Linked DNA regions of Sus scrofa: region 2 is linked to region 1. Evidence: chromatin contacts called from public promoter capture Hi-C data. All regions are on one chromosome and are shown on one strand. The core of a region is the stretch at or near the end of the contact, and the rest is flanking DNA. Distances in the headings are between cores, read along the strand shown.

Region 1 (5,309 bases), core at 2,260-4,759:
ACTGCCCTGGGGGGTGAGGTGGGGAGGACCAGGAAGCTGGGCTCTCTCCCCTGACAAAGGGACAGGGCTAAGGGTTTGGTAGGAAGGGTGACACTGAGGAAAGACTTTTTTATTCCTGTCAAGGGTGATGTTAAAAGAAAAATATTTGAGAAGGGGAGTTCCTTTTATAAAGGGAGACTCAGAGAAAGAGGCAGGAGAGAGAGGGAAGTTGGAGGTGGGATGTAAGTCAAATACCAGATCGCTGAGCAAGACTGAGGGGTGCAGGGCACACGTCAGGGATGGCTTTGTCTTGGAGAGGGGTCACTGGGAAGAAATCAGAGAACCCAGGGCTTAGGACAGGCTCTGGATCGGCACACCTCCCCTCAGGTCCTGGTTTTATATCTTCCTGGCTGTGTGAGCTTGGGCAAGTGATTCTGCCTCTCTGTTTTAGTTTCATCTTCTCTAAACTGGGTAGCCTCTGGGGGTTGTGGTGGGATTAGAGGAGGGGAGCACAGCCCAAGGTGAGAGGGGGAAGGGAGCAGGGTGGGACAGGGGGCAGAGGTCCCCAAAGGTGAACCTTGGAGAGAGTGAGGTCTGAGGCAGCAGCCTTGGGAAAGGGAATCAGGGAGGGACTTTGGGGGAAGCTCTGAGGCCCAGCTGCGATTAAAGATGGCGACAGTCTGGGCAGGTATAGGATTTTCCTTGAAGCCCCCAGCAGATGCTGGGACTAGGTGGCCACCAGGACTGCCCCATGGCTCAGTTCTTTCGAGCAAGTACTTGTGTGGGAAAGACCTGGGGAAGGAGTTGAAGGCATTGGGGCAGAGTCATGGAGGGGAGAGCTGATGGGGAAAGGGAGATGGAGGGGGCGCCTTTCCCCTGGCAGGTCTTTTTTTCTGCTGTTCTTCATCTGAGCTGCCCTGCCCCTTCTGCTCTTTCTGCCCAATCTCACCCATGCTCCATGGCCTGTTCAGGGCTCACCTCCTCCAGGAAGTCCACCTTGACTCCTCCATCCATCTGCTCTCTTTCTAGAGGCACCTCCAGGGCCAGATATTATCCTTAATGTTAAACTTCACACCAGGTCAACTTTCTCTCCTCAGTTGATGGAAGATTCAGAGTTTCAATTCAGCTAGGCATGTGAATCACAAGGTGCTCAGAGGACAGAAGTCTATTTCTAACTCGTCCTTATTTTCCTGCTATTCTGTAGTGGGTATAGCATAAAAAAATCCACCAGAATAAAAGACAGCAGCAGTGCATGTCCTGTTTGTTTTGACTTTGTTTTGTGAGCCTCTCACATCATTTTCATCCCAGCAGAGCTCCCCTCTCACCCTGGCCCTCAGTTCTTTGGCAGGTCTGGCCCAGCCAGGGCTGTGGCTATGCTAGGGGAAAAGATGCCAGCCCAGCCAGGCCAGGGGACAGAGGAGTCTCTCCCGATCAGTGACCACCAGCTGCTGGGGCAGACACCAAAGGATTACTCAGCCCAAAGCCTAGAATCTGCTGACAAAGCTGCCAGAGGCCACCTTATCACTAATACAATTATTCCCCCCGGGACAGGTCAGCAACTTCCCTCTGACTCTCTGGAAGTGGTGGGGGGGGGGAGCTGGGGCGGGTGGGGAGGTGGGTTACACGATGAAAGCTGTAGAACTGACCTCCCTCTGGACCTTGAAGACCCCAGCAGGTAAAGCCCCCTGCCCCAGCCTGTCTAGAGCCTGTCACATCCTGTATCACCAGGTCCCAGGCCTTAAAGGTGACTGGGCTCTGCTGTTGGAGGGGTAGGATTGGGTGGCAGCGTTTCCTGGGATGGCTCAGCTGCCAACCAGGAAGGACTGGCTGGACAGCATGACTTGCATACTGGCAGCCATGGGCTTCTGGTTCAGGACAAGCCCCATCATCCACAGCATTTGGTCCTGGGAACATGTCTTCTGGGATTTTTTTTCTTTCTTTTTTTTTGTTTGTAGTTATTTTTTGGATTTCTTTAAAATTATTTTCCTCATCCAGTATCCTCACTATCTCTGAAAGGGATAGCTAGTGGTGAGTGCACAGGCTCTGGAGCTCAGGACAGGAATTCCATTTCCAGGAAGCCATCCCAGGGAAAATCTCACAAAGATTTAATTACATGGTTGTTCCCTGTGGCGATTTTAGTAAAACACCTGTCTGTGGACAACTGGCTCAATAAAGTAAGCTCCGTGCCTACAGTGGAATGTGATGCGGCCACTGCAAGTGGTGCTGCTCTGGTACTCCTTTCCTTGACCTGTGCCCATAGCATGTCTGCCTCAGCCCAGCTACAGGACAGCAGATACAGCGGGATGGCTTGTGTCTCTTGGGGAGTGAATTTCTGACCAAAGCTCACAAGACTCTCCTTGGCAGCACTCAAATTAGTCAATAGTTTTTCTACAGCAGGGAGTGGAAGGTTCAGGACTCCAAGAGGCCAACACCAGCAGGAAACTTTCTCTCGACAAAGCCTCTTTATTTCCTTCATGAGATAACATTTAGAAATCATCAGGTATTCCCTGTGCGGCTTCCCAGCTCTTGGCTACCGAAGTCTCTCTCCTAGAATCATTTCCAAGCTCTGAGCACAACAGGAGAGGACCCCGCCCCATCCGAGGACCAGCAGACAAAAGTCAGTCTGTCCAGAGAGTTCCCTGTTGGCTCAGTGGGTTAAGGATCTGACGTTGTCATTGCTGCAGCTTGGGTTGCTGCTGTGATGTGGGTTGGATCCCTGGCCCATGGGTTCGGCCAAAAAAAGGCAGTCTGACCAGGACACATCCGATTGGCTGCCGCACATCGTGGGGGCCTCTCCTCATGGTGCCATAACTGAGTGATGAGTGCTTTTCTCTCTCCTGCCTCCAGGTTCCAGGCTTCTCCATTCTCTAGCACAGCTATTGCCCACAGCAATTTTCACCAGAATCAGAAAATGTTGTTTCCTTTGAATGTTTAATAATAAACATGTATTACAGTTACAATCAGGATAACACAAAGCTCTTTTCAGTTTTTTTAAAAAGAGCTAATTGGAAATCTTTTTTTTTTTTTCTTTTTTTTTTTGGAACACACTTGCAGCATATGGAGGTTCCCAGGCTAGGGGTCGAATTGGAGCTGTAGCTGCCAGCCACAGCCACAGCCACAGCAACTCCAGATCCCAGCCATGTTTACAACCTACACCACAGCTCATGGCCACGCTGGATCCTTAACCCACTGAGAGATGCCAGGGATTGAACCTGCGTCCTCATGGTTACTAGTCAGATTAGTCTCTGATGAGCCACGCGGGGAACTCCAATAATAGGAAATCTTTATGAAGAAATCCTTCAGTGTTTCTAAGTGTGAGAATGAAAAGCTTCTCATGCCCTTTTTTCTCAAGGGGAGGGCCTGAATCTCTAGCAGCTGCTCAGGCCAGGCCCTGGTGGATTAGAACAGCTGCCATCCACAGGGGGAGCCTGGTCCTGGAGCCCCTCCTCTGCTGCTCCCTGTTAGCCCTTTGGCACTGCCCTGGGAAACTCCTGGGCAAGGGGCAGGGCGGGCACGGAGCTCTTTCAAACTGGTCCGGAAGTATCTTAAAAGCTCAACAATAGGCACAACCAGACCGGTGTGTTCTAGCTGACTGACCCTCCGGGTCATAATCTTTATCATCTCCTAGAAATCAAACAACTTAAAAGCAGGGTTTTTTAACTTGGGAAGTACTGACTTTTTTGAGCCAGATATTTCTTTGCGCTGGGCTGTCCTGTGCCTTGTAGGATGTTTAGCAGCTTCCCCTGCCTCTGCCTACCAGATGCCAATGGCATCCCCTTCTTTCCAACTGTGACAGCCAAAAATGTCTCCGGACGTTGCTGAATGTCCCTTTGAGGGGCAGAGTCACCCTTGGTGGGGAGCCACTGGCCTAGAACATGTTATTTCCTGCTTTCCTGGCCACAGGTCACCACTCTGTTTTCACAGATGCAGGAAGCGCTTCCCATGACAAAGTTCTGTGAGGAGACCCAGCCCATCAGGCAGGCAACATTAGCTTCTATGTCGTGTATCTGCAGACTCTGGAACTTTCTGGAAGGATGCTCAAAGTACCAGCAGTTTTCTCTGAGGGAGAATTTTACTATTTTATTTTCTTAATATTTTCTGTGTTGTTTGAATGTTTAATTGTGAGCATGTGCCATAATTAAGATACTTAAAGTTTTTCATGTTTTTTAAAAAGGCTAGTGGTGTTCCTGTTGTGGCTCAGTGGATTAGGATCCGTGAGGACACGGGTTTGACCCCTGGCCTTGCTCTGTGGGTTAAGGATTTGGCATTGTTGTGAGTTATGGTGTAGGTCGCAGATGCACCTCAGATCTGACATTGCTGTGGCTGTGCTGTAGGCTGGCAACTGCAGCTCTGATTTGACCTCTAGCCTGGGAACCTCCATATGCCACAGGTGCAGCCCTAAAAAGAAGAAAAAAAAGAAAGACCAGCTAATTTGAAGTAAATATGACTTTTAATGATAATAATAATTAGGAATATCTTAAAAACGTTATATGCCAGACACAGGTTTACATGTGTGAACTCAATTCTCACAACAATATCAGATAGGCATGGTCATTATCAGCCTCTTTACAGACAAGACTGACAGGTTTAGTGACTTTTCCAGGGTCACACAGCTAATAGGTATCAGATCTGGGGTTCAAACCCAGGCAGATAAGCTGGCTATCTTAAGAAAATGTATCTGCGTCAGGGTAAGGGAAGAAAAAAATTGGAATATTATATTTTAAAACAATCACCTTCATACATTTAGTAAAGAAAATCTCCTCTAGACCCATTCTGTCTCTAGATAGCTTGAAATGATAAAGCAGATATTCCAGGCCATGGAAAGTCACATTGAACTGTCATTTCTGTTCTTAGCTTTTCTAGAAGGTGGATATTCTTAGACTCAAACTACAAAAACACTTAGAAAGTGAAAGGATTACTTTGTAGGAAGCTTTGTTTTCTATGTGTGCTTTTTTTTTTTTTTTTTTTTTAACTGCCACACCTGCAGCATATGGATGTTCCCAGTTCCCAAACTATGGGCCAAATCAGAGCTGCAGCTGAGGTCTATGCCACAGCCACAGCAATGCGGGACCTGAGCCACATCTGTGACCCACACCACAGCTCATGGCAACATCGATCTTTAACCCATTGGACTCAAACCCACATCCTCATGGATACCCATAGGGTTTGTTACCACTGAGCCACAACAGGAACTCCAGCAAGATCTGTTTAATGATATTTTCCACTAGCTACATTTATTAATTTGGTGAAGATGGTAAATTGAGGTAAATCCAGTTCCTCTCCACATAGATGGGGATTTATTCTTCAGAGTTACGTTTTAGAAAAAGCTC
Region 2 (5,117 bases), core at 1,862-4,361, 290 kb before region 1:
TTAAGGCCACCAGGGAACTCCTCCTCCCCTTTTAATATCCAAAATACCAAGCCTTCCCTGCTCTATCACCTTCATGACAATAATGGCATTTTTTTGTGGCTTGATTGAAAAATACAAATGGTAAGACTCCTGATATTAACTCCACGTGGAGAGGTGGGATGGGGATGGGTGGACAGGGAGTACAGTTCACAACCCACAGAGCAAAAGCAACTTGCTCTAGGAGGTCTGTATGAGAGCGGACAGAGGCTGCCAGCAGGGTGGGGACCCAGACTGGCTATCTGCTCTCCAGATCCCTGCTCTTGCCACCCCCCTCCTCTGGGTCAGGGCCCTGTTGGTCCTTGGACGGACCCCACCTGACTGGTTCTGTTGGTGAATTCTTGATGACCATTGCCCCAGATCTAGCTTTTCATCTGATTTTGTTCCCATCTCATTACTTGTACGCACCTAAACAAGTACTATAGGAGAGAAGATGAGTTAGTAGAAACTCATCTTGAAGGTGATTTTGAAAGCGGTGCATTTTGGCCATTGCCAGGGTCTCTGTATCAACAGCATTATCAGGATGGCCAGGAGGGGCTGGCTTTAGTCACTGGACATGAAGGAATGGCTTGTAACCATCCTGTTCATCATACACGAAGAGGTTGATTTTAGTTTAAATATATTTGAGTCATCTTCCCCAGGAAACTCCTGTTTCATTGCTGTTATTTTCTTCATGGAGATGCTGTGGGAAACATGACAGCCTTCTTTTGTTATTCCCATGGCCCTTCTTTCCTCCAGCCTCTGTTCTGACCTTGCTTACATGGTCCTTCCTCAGTCATGTCTCGAGTGCCTGCTGCCTGCTGATGTCGCATTGGGCTCAGGGGGTGATAGAGGAAGCAAAGTGCCTGATGTCCTGGAGCCCCTGGAGATGGACAGTTGGAGCTCACCCACACAGTGTGATAAATGCCTGAGAGGGAGCCCAGGGTTCAGGGCTGTGAGAGACCGAAGCAGGGCTCATCACTAGGCTGGGAAAGGGCCAAGGGAAGGGGCCCTTCGTTGAGAGGGTCCCCTTGGAACCTAAGGATGCGTTGGGTTTAGAACCCATTCAAGGGGTGATTACCTAAGTAGGGTTAGATGATGGAAGTCAAGCAGGATTACAGTCCCACCCAGTTAGTAAGGCTCAGCTTGCTTTTCTCTGGGAGCCTTCTGTAACTCTTTCACTCTGTGTGTCCTCTGAGCTCCTATAGCCCTGACTACTCGAATCACATTTTCCAGTGCATGAGTGACAGATTCCTTGTCTGTGTAACCATGGCCAAGCTCCTTATCCCACCTCTTTGGGTCTCAGTTTTTTTCTTGGTCCTCCAGGCTGGAGTGTGTTACTTAGAGCAGAGCCCACACCCTTCTCCTCTGATGGCTCAGTGGGCTCCTGGGCTGCAGGGTTCAGACTCTCTAAGGGCTTGGTGGTTTGCCTTGTACACACTGCCTCAGGGGCTTCTCCTATCAAAGCTCACAAACCAAGAAAGGAACAGAGATGAAAGAGAGGGATGGACACAAAAGTTAAACACAGGTACAGCAATAATATCACAGAGAGAAGTAAAAAGCAAATGACAAGTTGGGAGAAATTTTAGCACAAATGATAAACTAAGGATTAATATCCTCAACAAAGAATGTATATAGATCAATAAGAAGATCCTTATAGGCAATTCACAGATGAAATCCCAATGGTTAATGTGTATTTGGCAAAAATGTTCAACTTATCAGTAAGCAGAAATAGAAATGAAAACAATATATTTTCACCTATCGAGTTTGCAAATGTGAGAAAAAGATAATACCCAGTGTAGGACCTGAATGTAAAGCAAGGCACCCTTGTATAGTGCTGATGGCCATGCTCATTGATATAGTATCTGAAAAGCATTTTGGAAGTGAGTCTAGAGATCCTGAGAAATGTTCATTCTCCATCCACTAATTTCACTTCTGAGAATCTATTCAAGGAATGAACGACATGGGGAATTTCTCATGAAATCATGTTAAGCAACAAAAGTAGGGCATAGAAATTGTATGATATATAATCCCACATACATAAATTATGAATTTATGCATAAATATTTTCTTTGGATGATTTTAGTGGGAATTTTTTCTTATGGGTGATTTTCATAAAGATAATCATATATATTTTATATTTCTCTTATTTCCTATAAGAAGCATTTTAAAAAATTAAGGGGGGAAAAGTCTCTGTGAAATGTGTAACAATGGAACCAAATAAAATAACTTTAGGAGTCAAGGGGTCAAACCACTGGCACAACCTGTCACTTTGCAAGGTTCAGGAAATACATGACATGTGCACCAAAGTGCTCTGTAAGGTGGAGGGCAGAGGTCAACCAGGCCACATGGCTGTGGTTGGGCTCATTTGTTGGGTGAGATCACCTGGCTCTTCCCTGTAAGACATTAGGTACAGCCTGTCCCTTGGCGGGTCTCAGTTTCTTAGCTGTGCAATGGTAGGGTGGGAGGGGGGTTGAATTAATAATCTCGGAGGGGCTTGGCAGATCTCAGCTGAGGCGGCACTGTGTTCTTGAAGAAGAGAACTTTGACTTTGCCAGGTTTCATTGCCGGGAGGGACAGAGTTCTGGGACCTGCAGCCTCCAGGTTCCAGCTCCTAATCTGCTCAGAGACCAGTGCACAGACCCTGTTAACTATTCACGACCACCACACACTGCCTTGCCTTGGCCCTGCTTCTTGGCCACCCTCTCCTCCCATCAGCCCCTGGACCCACTCAGTTGCAGCTAGTTTGACTTCCCAGGCTTTATTGATTCCTAGTCTTTCTGCTCTGGAGGAGCACGAAGAGGAGACTGAACTCTGTCTAGGCTTTGGAACTGTTTAGTGGAGGCATGAACTCAAAAGCCGTTGGAGACCATTCCCCTCCCCACCTAGGGAGAGGGTGTCTCCTCCCTCTCAGGCCCTCTGTCTGGAACATTTTTGAGATGGTTTGGCTCTCAGAGTTGAGCTCCCTTGACTGTAGTGTTGAGGCCACTTCCTGGTGTGTGGCAGCCCCGCCCCCTCAGCCCACACTCACCTGCGGGCTGACTGGCGTTCACGTCCACACCTGTGCTGCATCAGCTGCTCAGCCTTGATAAGGCCTCTTGTGTTCAGACTCCTTTCCAGAAGGTGAAGGTTTATGGTAACCCTGCCTATGCACCTCTGAAACTTTTGCTTTCAGCCGTGAGCAAGTCTCAGGGTCCTCCCTCCCAGCTGCCTTCTCAAGGGTGGAGCTGGAGGCCTAGCAGCTGCCTAGTAGATTGATTTTCCTTTGTACCCAGGCATAAGCTGAACTTCAAGCTTCCAGGAAAGACGATGAGCGAGACTCCCTCTGTCAGCTGCCCCCGACCCCTGCCTGAGCTGCAGCCTCTGGACTGTGATGCCTTCAGCCTCACCCTCAATAGCAGGGCTGGTCTCGCGTTGGGGGGCAGAGGCAGCCACCCTGGGGCTGGCCAGGAAATATGTCCTCAAAGAGCTCCCCTTCCTGACATGGGCCTCTTTCTCCTCAGCAGCCAACAGATGCATGGAAAGACAGCTTCCCTGAAGAGCACAGAGAAACCAGGCAGGGTCCAGAGACCCCCAGACTCCAGGTGAGGCCCTTCTCCCAGGCACTTATACATACAGATTGGGGGTGGGAAGCCCTCAGGAGATGGGCTGTTAGAAAGGGGGCCTTAAGGCTGTGTCAGGGGGTTGGTAGGGCATAGGCTGCCTGGGTCCTCTTCCTCCCACTCCCAGGCCTGTCCTGGTGCACTAGGACCAAGCAGAGTCCAGGCTTCTCCGGTTACCAGCCTCCTCCCTGCCCACCTGTCCGCAGGCCAATCCGTAGGGCCACGGTTTGCGTTTCAGCACCACCACCTTGGTAGCCTCCATTAGGTCAGGGGGGTCTGCCCAGCTCCTCACTGCGGATCTCCAGGCCCAGGGGAGGCAGCTGCAAGGAGGGCAGTCCTGCCAGGATCATGTCCCATGGCCAGGCCCTGGAGCTGTGAATCCGACACCTCCGCTTCACCTACTTTCCAAACTGGTCCCCATCCCTCTGCCTCCTGCTCACTCCTTCTGGGGTCTGCTCCTCTGCATGCCTCTTGGCTAGAGAAATGGGAGAGGGCTTTTGACACCCATTGGTGGGTGGCTCCTAAGTGTCTCTGGGAGATCAAAGCTCGTGCCAAGCACTTCCTGGGGGGGCTGCTGCTTACAGCTGTCTGGGAGGAGGGCTCTCCATGACCCTTCCCTGCATCAGGAGTGCCCCTCCCCATGAGTGAGCTATGTGCTGAATGTGCTGATCACTTTTCTGTGGCCCCTAGAGAAGGGCCCCCATCTTCAGTCTCTTCCCCAAACTTGTGGCTTGAGGCCAGGGCAGAACTGGCACTAAGGAGGCATGAGTAGCACTCAAGAGTTCCTTGTCCCTGGAATGCTTATCTCCTTTGCAGTCTGCACTGGCCAGAAGCCTTGAGGGATGAAGACATAAAGAAGTGCGGCCGAGAAGGGGTAAGTGTGTGAAGGCTGACTTCTCACCACCCACCGAGAGACGGGTACTGTTGGCTCCTTGGCCATAGATCTGTCACCAGGAAACCCAAGTGGATGTCCTTTCCTGGGTGGGAGTTGTGCCCCCTTCTAGTCATAGGCTGCCTGCCTATCAGGATCTTGTGTCTCCAGGAGACAAGCTATGCTTGAAACTCAGCCCTCCACACCCACTGGCTGCTTACTGGCTGCTTCATACCAAGTCCCTGTAGGACCCCACCATCCCCCACCCTCTGTGGCCTTATTTCCTGGTGGCTGGATCAGGGCTCTCTGGTGGTCTGATCTCCCGGAACTTCTCAGACTCAGCTTGTGTGTTTGCAGACACTATTGAGTAAATACAACCAGCAATACCACAAGCTGTTTAAGGACATCCCCTTGGAGGAGGCGGTTCTCAAAGGTGAGCCATCTCCTAGTGTGGCTGCACAGGCGCCAGCAGTGCTGGAGGCCCAGGTTCCCCTATCCCCTGCCCTGAGCCTCCAGGCACAAATCAGATATGGGAGCCGGCTGCCTTTTGAATGTGGTTTTAGTCCTTTTTTTCTTCAAAAGTGTGAGAAGACTGAGCTGATTTGAGATAGGCAGTTTAATTTATGAAA

Evidence for each region. Promoter capture Hi-C pulls out the DNA fragments that hold promoters and counts their contacts.
Region 2: a promoter capture Hi-C map of fetal skeletal muscle shows a contact between it and region 1, with 7 times the contacts expected there. The contact joins the promoter of LOC100627175 here to the enhancer-like site in region 1. A contact is called at or near these places in 2 of 5 promoter capture datasets (fetal skeletal muscle and liver), 19 of 47 Hi-C or Micro-C datasets (alveolar macrophages, blood, embryonic fibroblasts and 10 more) and 1 of 2 datasets of contacts at active chromatin or transcription factors (skeletal muscle).

Annotation. Positions count from the first base shown.
Region 1 is chr1:169,352,876-169,358,184 of Sscrofa11.1, reverse strand. No RefSeq gene overlaps it. Among named protein-coding and RNA genes, the nearest start is that of NR2E3, 3.1 kb to the left of the region's middle. Within about 2 kb of position 3,509, at least 9 of the 83 cell types and tissues checked have an H3K27ac peak or open chromatin away from gene starts, as enhancers often do. A contact at or near this core is called in fetal skeletal muscle, retroperitoneal adipose tissue and skeletal muscle, where this site is marked.
Region 2 is chr1:169,643,087-169,648,203 of Sscrofa11.1, reverse strand. It overlaps LOC100627175 (GRAM domain containing 2-like), which reads left to right and starts at 3,111. Exons shown (of 11, transcript NM_001243583.1): 1 at 3,111-3,599; 2 at 4,434-4,491; 3 at 4,846-4,921. The coding sequence starts at 3,325.